Linked DNA regions of Anas platyrhynchos: region 2 is linked to region 1. A link is a contact called in public Hi-C data. All regions are on one chromosome and are shown on one strand. Each heading gives the region's core, a stretch centred on a gene start, on an enhancer-like site or on the middle of the called end of the contact. The rest is flanking DNA. Distances are from core to core; before and after follow the strand shown.

Evidence for each region. Hi-C and Micro-C count contacts between places; a contact is called where the count stands out from the background.
Region 2: a contact with region 1 is called in a Hi-C map of skeletal muscle, with 2.0 times the contacts expected there. The contact joins the promoter of ZFAT here to the enhancer-like site in region 1. A contact is called at or near these places in 4 of 8 Hi-C or Micro-C datasets (liver, skeletal muscle and subcutaneous adipose tissue).

What each region holds. Positions count from the first base shown.
Region 1 is chr2:7,218,299-7,223,125 of IASCAAS_PekinDuck_T2T, reverse strand. The region is part of intron 1 of LOC140001805 (a long non-coding RNA gene); the gene reads right to left. Among named protein-coding and RNA genes, the nearest start is that of ZFAT, 38 kb to the left of the region's middle. Within about 2 kb of position 2,700, at least 1 of the 8 cell types and tissues checked has an H3K27ac peak or open chromatin away from gene starts, as enhancers often do.
Region 2 is chr2:7,256,898-7,261,724 of IASCAAS_PekinDuck_T2T, reverse strand. ZFAT (zinc finger and AT-hook domain containing) reads right to left here and starts at 2,756. Exons shown (of 16, transcript XM_038174961.2): 1 at 2,434-2,756. The coding sequence starts at 2,452.

The DNA of each region.
Region 1 (4,827 bases), core at 1,451-3,950:
TCACGATTCTTTTTTTTTTTTTTGTGCAGTTAATGATTAACAGCCTTTGAGAAGTGCAGCAGAGATTTGGTTTTATTGGGATGCCTGCTATTCCTACGTGAAATTTACAGGTAATACTATGCAAAGCAGCAATTCAAGCTGTGTAAACACAGGTCCCCTTTGTAAAATTTAGATATAAGCAAGAAATCAGATATCAACCACAACGATAAGGAAGTTCACGCTGAAACTTGTGTTGTGTAAGAAAGAAAGGCAAATAATCCAGCAGTTCTTCCTGCTACTCTAGTATGCAGCTTCATGTTAACACTCAAAATCACAACTTCAGTTTGTTAGAACCGAGGCTGGTTAAGTACACTGATTCATTTCTCTTTCCTGAGGTTTTATTGCTTCTGGTTAATATTTGGCACAGCCTGCCTTTTAACTGAATCACCAGGTTAACAGATCCTGGGGCAGGGTGCTTATCAAGACGAGTCATTTGGTCACCAAATTCAAACTGGAAAAAAAAAAACAAAAAAAACCCAACACATTATAAAAGTTAGATTAGGCTTTTGAGCCCAAAGCAATCATACAGACTGAAATCAAATGCAAAATGCCAGATTAGACAATCATGCCTAATCACACAGCAGCTCAGGATATTAACTATTACAGCCATTTGTAATTAATTGCATTAAAAGCATCGGATCAGCTGTGGCAAGCCACTTGACAAGTTACAGAGAAATTAAAAAATCAGAGAGGAAAGAGACAAAGTAAACAGCTGGGTATTTTAAGCAAAGAAAGTTTCTCAAGTTTCCTTGTTAGAAGAATCTGTCTTATCTCACAGCTGATTCAAGTTCTGAACACTGCAAGCTCTGTTCAGTGTCATAGCCTTCTTTTCCTCTAGAAAGCCTCCAGACACAGCACACCCATCTTCATAAAGCTCTCAGCATCACCTTAACTTTCCTTGCTATTTCCTTGAAGCATTCCCCGGATACCTTGGGAACAGATGAGGGACAGGTTGCAGAAGAATTAGCTTCCCCGATACCAGAACATTCCCGGTGTTCCAGTGACCTGAATCCACCCCAACGTGCCTGATCCTGTCAGCAGACAGCTTAGTTATCCCACAGCAAAGGGCTGTGTGAAAATGGAGGTGTCCTTGACCTACAGAGAGACTGGAGAATTAGGCTCACAGAGCTGCCATCAGGAGAAACATTCTTGAAAACACTGCCTTCCTCTCCCCAGATAGCAGACAGTCCCGTCTGAAACTAATATTAAAAATGAGTTAGCTGGGTTTCTTGTCTTAACCTGATTTGGCAAAAAAAAAAAAAAAAAAAAAAAAAAAAAAAAAAAATGTGCTTAGTTATCCTTCTAGAAGTGATTACTCAGAAAAGTTTTAATGGTTAAGTCTCCAAAATACTAATTTTAGATAAGCGTTTTTCCTCGTTGTTGCCCCTCAATGTACTGCTTTGGGAGTTGCATTTATTTATAAGCATGGTCCATACGTGATCAGATCAGTTATCAGTAGGTTTTATGATATATTATTAGCACTGCTGACATGTGCCCTGTACAGGAAGCTAGACACGCTCTCGGAAACCAGGAGGTTAACAAAACACATTACACTAAGTACACATGAGGATGTTGTAAGAACATTTTAAAAGGATGATGCATGTCAAACATGGACCACTCAGCAGCATGAATATGAATAAAAAGAAAAAAAACCTGCCTTTAAGCATGGAGGTGCCCATCTCCAGGAAAAGCCACGAACAACTTCTGCAGCTGCAGCCAAAGCACCAGTAAGTACAAGAAACAAAGAAAAGAAGCTAAGAAGAAAAAATATACTTAACCAAAAGCTACCCGAAGTTAACACTGACATGAAGCTTTTGCTCTAAGCACTCCATGTCCAGTATCTGAGACACATCTTAGAAATTCCAGGTAACAGCAGCTGAACAGCTAGAAAGGTCACCATTAAATGCAAGAGCAGAGTTCTCCATCTGTTCTGATTTCCCCTTTTACTTCCAATTTCTATTTTACTAACCAACTCTGTCCTCTGTTTCCCTCTTATGCAAACACACGGTGCCAGCAGCCCTGAGCAGTCAGTACCCTGGGATGTATGCTTAGGAAGCTCACACGCACAGGAGCATTTTCTGCCAAGCCGCAGAGGGTCAGCAGGGCATCTGCTGTTGCCAAGCATCAGCTTTGGGAAACAGTAGTAGTTTCCAGAAGGTACAAATTCGAGTCCTTTCTGGAGATTATCAACAACAACACAACGCATCTCACTACTCACCCCAAACTGTGGGCTCTCACCGTGACTTCTGCATGTAAAAACCCTCAAGTTTGTGCGTTAAACAAGCCAAGCAATACACTGAACAGCTTAAGACAACGCACAGAAAGAAAAGAGTTCAGTCTTCAAAAACGTTTAGAAAACACTTTGAGCACCAGAACAATGATGACCCTGCATTTGGCTGAGCTGTGCTGTATCTGCAAAGAAAACAATGAAGTGAATAGATGGAGAAAGTCCTCTGAGGTTCATCTGGCATTTTGATTTATTATACTCATCTCAAGCCTCAAGCGTTCACTCTCCACACAGCTCTTACACAGCAGAAAGATCTGGTTTGGACTAACTTGTTTTATTTCTATATTCTTTATAGAAATGCCAGCGCTCTTACAAATGCCATTAATAGCACTTCCTTATCTAATGCAGTGTTGATTCAGTGTGAAACATCGGAATTTAACAGCCCTTCAGTAGTTTAGCTTCCTCATTCCCACAGGATCCAATATGCCCCCAGACAGGAAACAGATCTTAGCTAGGGCATTTCTTGTGAATATTTTAATCTTTCTCCTTTATCTCTCTAACCTTTGGTTCTGCAGAAACGGAGACCTTCTGCCCTCCCGTGCAGTCAAGCTCTTAACTGGCATCATTCAGACCAAGGCATTGTAAGACGACAGCATCCAAGGAGCAAACTGATATTCCAAGAAGAGTAACTTCAATCATAGAAAACTTATCTGTACCAAGTAATCTGCAAGGCTTGTGCTCCTGCTAAGTGCCAGCTTAGACAGAGCAATGCCCTTTTGTTAGTAGGGCATTCTCCAGTTGGACCAGCTCACAGCTGGTGTAACTTATCGATCCCTAAAAAAGAAAAAAAGCAGGAACATTGAGGCAGATATTTAAAAGGAAAGATCAAGATTGCTGTTGCCTTACTGAAGTTACTGCTAGGCACATCACCAGGATCTCAGTGGATCCTCTTACACCTGCAGGCCCTTATTAGTATTAGAAACTGATACCATAAACTTCCTGAAGCAACAACAGGGGTGGGGACAGCGTTTCTGCTTCTGGATATTTTTTATTATAACACCTAGCACAACGCTAAGGGTTAAGGGATCTACCATCCCTCCCTACAGCCATCCCTTTGTCCTAGTGCCTCCAAGCAACAATCTGGCAGAGATCAGGGCGCTAGGCAATGCGCACTCGGGCAGTATTCTGGTCTAGGGAGTTTTCAAACCAACTGGGTAAATTAAGCAATCGAAGTGGCACAGACAGGCCTTGCAGTCTCTAGACTTCTGCAGAACAATCTGTCATCAGGCAGCAAATCTGCATTATCCAGGCACTACGATTTGAGTGTTTTCTTAATACTCTGTATTACACGTGCCAAAGTAATCTGAATAAACTTGCAGGTGAAGGGTATGAACCAGGTTTTATACCTGTTTTCTCCCAGCTCCTAAAGCGATGACCATCCCATTCATCCCAGCAGCCATGCTTCCACCGCTACCTACGGTGCCAGCTCAGGATTTTACTTTTCCTTTGCACAGATCATAAAAAAAATCCCTATCACTTAACCAAACCACAAATGCAAACAGCACAGGCGGCTGCGAAGTCTATTCAGCCTGCTCTCAATCCAATCGCTCACCTGTTCTGCACCACCTGCCCACTCCTCCTCCTGGCTGCCTCCAGCACAGGCACTGTACCAGCTCACGAGCACTTTTTTTTAGCACCTTCCTGCACACTTCTGCCAGGTCACCGAGACGTACCCTGAACAACCTTAATTGCAAGATTGCTCCCCGGGGCTCACCAGTCACTGCATCTCAAGGAGACCCCAATGGAGAGCAGGCTTTGCTATGCAACTCTTCAAAGAACTAATCGCTATACATTTCCTGTCTTAAATATAATTTATTTACATCCATAATTCATGTATATAAATGTAGTTATGTAGATATTTAAGCCAGGAAATAGATTCAAGCCCAAATCAGCTGCTATTCACATTTATCCTCCCATTTAAACAGTGCTATGAGTCCTAATATGGGTACTAATCACCCCAAAATACGTACATTTATAAGAATAACCACGTAGGTATTTTTATTTTAGGCAAACAATCCTCTGCCTCATGTTATCTCCAGCAGCTCTCCGACTGCCGTGGCCAAACCTTATCATGTGTTGAAAAGGGATTAATTATGCAGTCCCAATCTGGCCCTTTTATTAGTATCAGGAACGTTCGTTTCCGACGCTGTACATGACAGGCGCTTCAAACTCCATCTGGCTTTATGATTTACACCAGCAGCTTCCGTGCTAGGAGTTCAGGAATATATTAACTGCGCTGATCTCCTTTTTTCTCTCCTAAAAAAATTAAAAGTTTTCAATAAAAGTCTTAAGTGGGAAGGGACCTGTACGTACCTATTAGCATCTGGAAACATCGGAAGTAACAAAGAGAAGTTCCACGCCTCTTTACAAAAAGAAACTTCTTCCCCCCAAAAAAGAAACCAGGAAAATAAATCCAGAAGAGCCTTCACTTCACTTTGTCTGCCACTGACCTTTGGACCTGACACCCACTGCATCCTGTGGGAAACTTGCTCCAGGAGCCA
Region 2 (4,827 bases), core at 1,507-4,006, 39 kb before region 1:
GGTGGCACTAAGGGACAGGGCTTACTGAAGGGCTGCAGTAGGCCAGGTTGCTGTTGGACGTGGTGATCTTGAAGGTCTTTTCTGAGCTAGGGGATTCCAGGACCCTGCTGTCTGCTCACGTTAGTGGATCTGCCCCCAGTGCTGAGTTGGAAAAGGCAGAGAACAAACAAGGGGAGGCACTTCTTCGTATAACTCTGGGGCTGTAAGGTGAGTGAACATCCGTAGTGATAGCAATGTGGTACACAAAGCCTTGGAAATATTTGACATAATGATTTCACATCATCATCTCCAATAAAGAGGTAGAGAAAGAAAGGAGTAACAGGCTGCGGTACTGCCTTTTGACAGATGCAACAGCTTCAGGTGGTTAACGTGAGTTACAACAGACTGAGTATTCCAAATTACATCGACTTGCTTCAGAGCTGTCCAAGATATCACCAGAAAGCAGAACCTGCCTCGTCATGAAGCTGCCCCAACAGGGAAAACGCACAAGGCTCTTACCCCTCTTCCTTGTCTGAAGCACATCCTCACAAAACCCAAAAGCACTGTATTTAACCTCTGCATTACTAGGTTTGTCAAAAGAAATCTGACTTTAAAACTACTGATGTTTAACCCATGACGGCAGATACAAGCATACAGATTTTTATTAGTTTCTACACACGCTAGCTTTCTGTAACTTTTTTTTTCCAGAAGTATTTGTAAAGTTCTTCAAAAGAAGACACCACCTACACATACTTAAGTTGCCTAGAATACAAATTCAGGACTGGATTAAAAGGGATCTTCTATTAACAAGTTTAGACCACTAATAAAGGCAACAAGTTTTCTCCACAAATGGCTCTGTATGAAAAAATAATAAGGGAAGAATCTTACCTGAATAATCAATTTATCAAATATATAAACAAAATAGCTTTTCCATCATTTAAAAAGATACATATCCATAAAGACTTGGTCTTGTTTAACGTTCTAAGATCGCCCTCATGTGATTAAATGCAATACTGCAGGAATCCCAACAAAAACATTAGGGCAAGGTACTGTAATACCCCAAACATGTGGAACCTCAGAGAATGAGCGAAGAGGATGCACTCGGCCATCACTTTCAGGATGCCCTGGCTGAAATGCTCTGAACCTGGCTTCTGGAAGCACACCCAAAGGAAATGCTCACTTTGGGTGCAGCACCTATTGGGCACTGGCCACTCACAGCAGTTCTGGGTTCAACTACTCTAACAACACTACTTTTATTAAGACAAATGTGCTTGAGTAAATGAAAAATTATTATTTTTAGTAATAGAATTAGTTTCCCATCTAAATCACAGAATCATAGAATAATTAAAGCTGGAAAACACCTTCAAGATCAACTGGTCCAGCCATCCCCCTACCACCAATGTCACCACCAAACCCTGTCCCCAAGCACCACGTCCAACCTTTCCTTGAACACCCCCAGGGATGGTGACTCCACCACCTCCTCGGGCAAACCGTCCCGGTGCCTGACTGCTCTTGCTGAGACAATATAAAGTGGTCTTGGAATGCTTTTACAAAACAGTACTTAAGCAACACAACACTTGTTGGGTATTCCACTGGTTAGATTCAAGTTATTCTCCTGTTCCCTCTCTGGCATAAAATTCTGAGCTATGCTGTCTATGAACACTGTCCAGGCGAGCCAGAAATAATTTGGGATTCTAAATATCAATTAAAAATTCATCTCCAGGAATGACAGCTGAAAGCCAAATGTCAGTCTACAGGGCAATTAACCGGGATTAAAGCATTGCGACATCACCTCACAAACCCATACAACAAACACAGGGTTGTGAAATGCAGACAGCACATACACAATATTATTTTGGCTGTCACTTCTGCGCAACTTCACTTCTTGGGGACATGGTTTATTGGCGATGCTGGTGGCAGGGGGATGGTTGCACCAGATGATCTCAGAGGTCTCGTAACGTCTCTGTGATTCCGCACGTAAATTCCCCACAAACCCCTGACCGACACACGAAGGGCTGAGGTGACAGAACGCAGCTTTAACGATCACACCCCGCTGAATACGGGGGGCACAGCAGCTCCAAGGAGATGCCGAGCGCAGCCCCGGGCCGCTTCAGGACGCGCCGTGCCTCAGCCGCCCCTTCCCCCAGCGGCCCCCTCAGAGCCGCAGCACCTCAGCAGCGCGTTATCCTTCCGCCGCCCCACTGCTCCGCGCTGCACCCCGCTGCTCCCCGACCCTTCTCGAACATCCCCGGCCCCCCACTGCCCTCAGCGGCAACACGATGGCTGCTAAAAGTGGGTAAGGGGAGGTGGCTGCCCGCCTTCCTCGGGGGACTACTTTCACACGCGGAGGGGTACGCGGCCGGGACTACTTTCTTCCCCCTTCCCTCAGCGCTCGGCCCCTGTCAGTGGCTCCGTGCGCGCTCCCCCGCCCGGCCCGGCCCCGGCCCCGCTCACCTGCAGCCGCAGCCTCCATCACCGGGCGGGGAAAGGGGCTGGGGGCGGCGGGAGGTGAGGTAAGGGGGGGGGGTCTGCGAGCTGACTGAAACCCCAACGCCGCGGCCTCGTCGGGAAACGGAAGGACCCAAATAATAATAATAAAAAATAAATAAAAATCGCTCCGAGACGGAGCCCCGCGGGCCTCCCTGCTTTAAAATAAATAAATAAATAAAATTATTTTGATGGATTTAGGGGCGGTGGGTGGTGGGGGGGTGAGGCTTAGCCGAGCGGCGGGTTATGGCGAATCTGCGGCGCCCGACACGGCGGCTTCTTCCGCAGCGACGGCGGGCGGGGAGGGGGAGAGGGCGGGGCCCGAGGGAGGGGGGGGGGAAGGAGGGAGCGGGAGGGGGGGGGACGCGCGCGCGCCCCGCCCAACGGCTGAGCGGCGACCGTTGGGCGGGGCGCGCGCCGCGCCCTCCCCTCAGGCGGAGCGCGGGCTCCCGGCTCCCCTCAGTTCCCGTCTTTTAAACAATTTACTTCTAAAGCGGTGACAAAAAAAAAAACCAAAACACAACAGTTTATAAGAACACGTGTGGCCCAACTGGAAATTCAGTGGCTGATAATACTGCCTCGTGTCTACTGGGGCGTAGTTGTACAAGTTTAACGTAAATGTCCACAATATTAAGTGATCTGTAAATAAACATTAGTTCTCAGGGATGTTTCACGTACTGTTTACTACCATGCTGTGTTTTTTAAGTTTATTTTTTTAAGTGCACCTCAACACTTTTTTTTATTATTATTTTCTGCATATGCCTTAGCCATACATCAGCATGTGTTAGCTGTGGTGAATCACACGCTCATTTTTTTTCACTCAGCTCCAAAGTGTTTATTTAGGTAGTAAGTTATTTCTTTAGCTTTTTATTCTTGAAAGGAGCCTGACGACAGATACTTCCATGAGGGAATGGCCTCAAGTTGCACCAGGGGAGGTTCAGGTTGGAAATGAGGAGACATTTCTGCTCAGAAAGAGCAGTCAGGCACTGGGACGGGTTGCCCAGGGAGGTGGTGGAATCTCCATCCTGGGGGTGTTCGAGGAAAGGTTGGACGTGGTGCCTGGGGACATGGGTTAGTGGTGACGTTGGTGGTAGGGGATGGCTGGCCCTCCTTGGAGGGCTTTTCCAATCTTAATGATTCTATGATTCCATGACAAAATGCAACAAGTTCTGTCGGAGTACTCACAAACACACACTTTTGCCTCATGTTTTTCTATTTTGTTGCTTTTCTGCTTTGTTTCTACACTAATAATCACCGAATATCAGTTTTATCACCTTCACTCTTAAATCATCATAAATGTTGTATGCATTCAATATTAATTAATTTAGTATTGAACTCCATAGTGCCTGTCACTGTAATTAATTTCAGTGCAAACGTCTTCATAGAAATTGCATTATCCTTCCTAAACATTGATGATATTATATTTTCTATTTGATTTTTGTTGTTGTCATACTGCGGATGTATTCAATTAAGCATAGAGAGCAAAACTTGTGAAGATAAGAATTCATTTTGGCATTAATTCCAGTAATAAACCTAAATAATTTCCTGCTGTAAGAGAAATAATGCATACATATTTACTGAGAAGTTGTTTTTAAAATAACTTACAAATATCACTGCTTACATGGAGTTATGATGAGCAAAATTCAGCCATAGGTAGAAGGCCTCAAAACCTATATGTTCCTTAGACCAATTTTTAATTAGAAAACAGCTCTACAATGATCCACATTTTCTAAATATTCTTAAATATTCAAAAATTCTTAGTTGCAAGAGCGATCGGTCTCAGTGCTCTTTTTGTCTTTGTGGACACAGCCTCTGTACTACCACCGTGTCCTTAAAGATGGTGGGGCTGATGTCTGCAATTTTGCTCTTTGCATTGCATTTTTTTTTTCCTAGCCTCCTCTGCCAGACATTGAAAGAATTAGGGTTTTTATCCTAACAACCAGCTTCACAATTTTACCCCATACTTTATTCTTGTAGGAGCCTTCTCTCTCAAAAGGAAAATCCCATCACGGATAAGGATTCATCGAAGCCAATGTCCTTAGATTGCATGTAGAAAGTAGACATAACAAACTACAAGGCTGTACCCCAAAGGAAGAAGGGTCCCTGTGACTTAAGCCACCAGTGCATATGGAAAGCACACTGTTCCTGATGACTTACAGTGGTGGGGCAAGATGAATGCACAAAAGATGAAAACTACTGGGAACCCCTAAACAACACAAAAGACACATCCAAACACCACATATGCCTGTCGGGCAAACTCAGGACACTCAGGCCACGTGATGGGAACTCATCCTCCGTGTCACAAGTAGTTTAAGCATCCTGGTGCTTATGAATATGAGAAGGCAAGTGTGAGGAAATGAA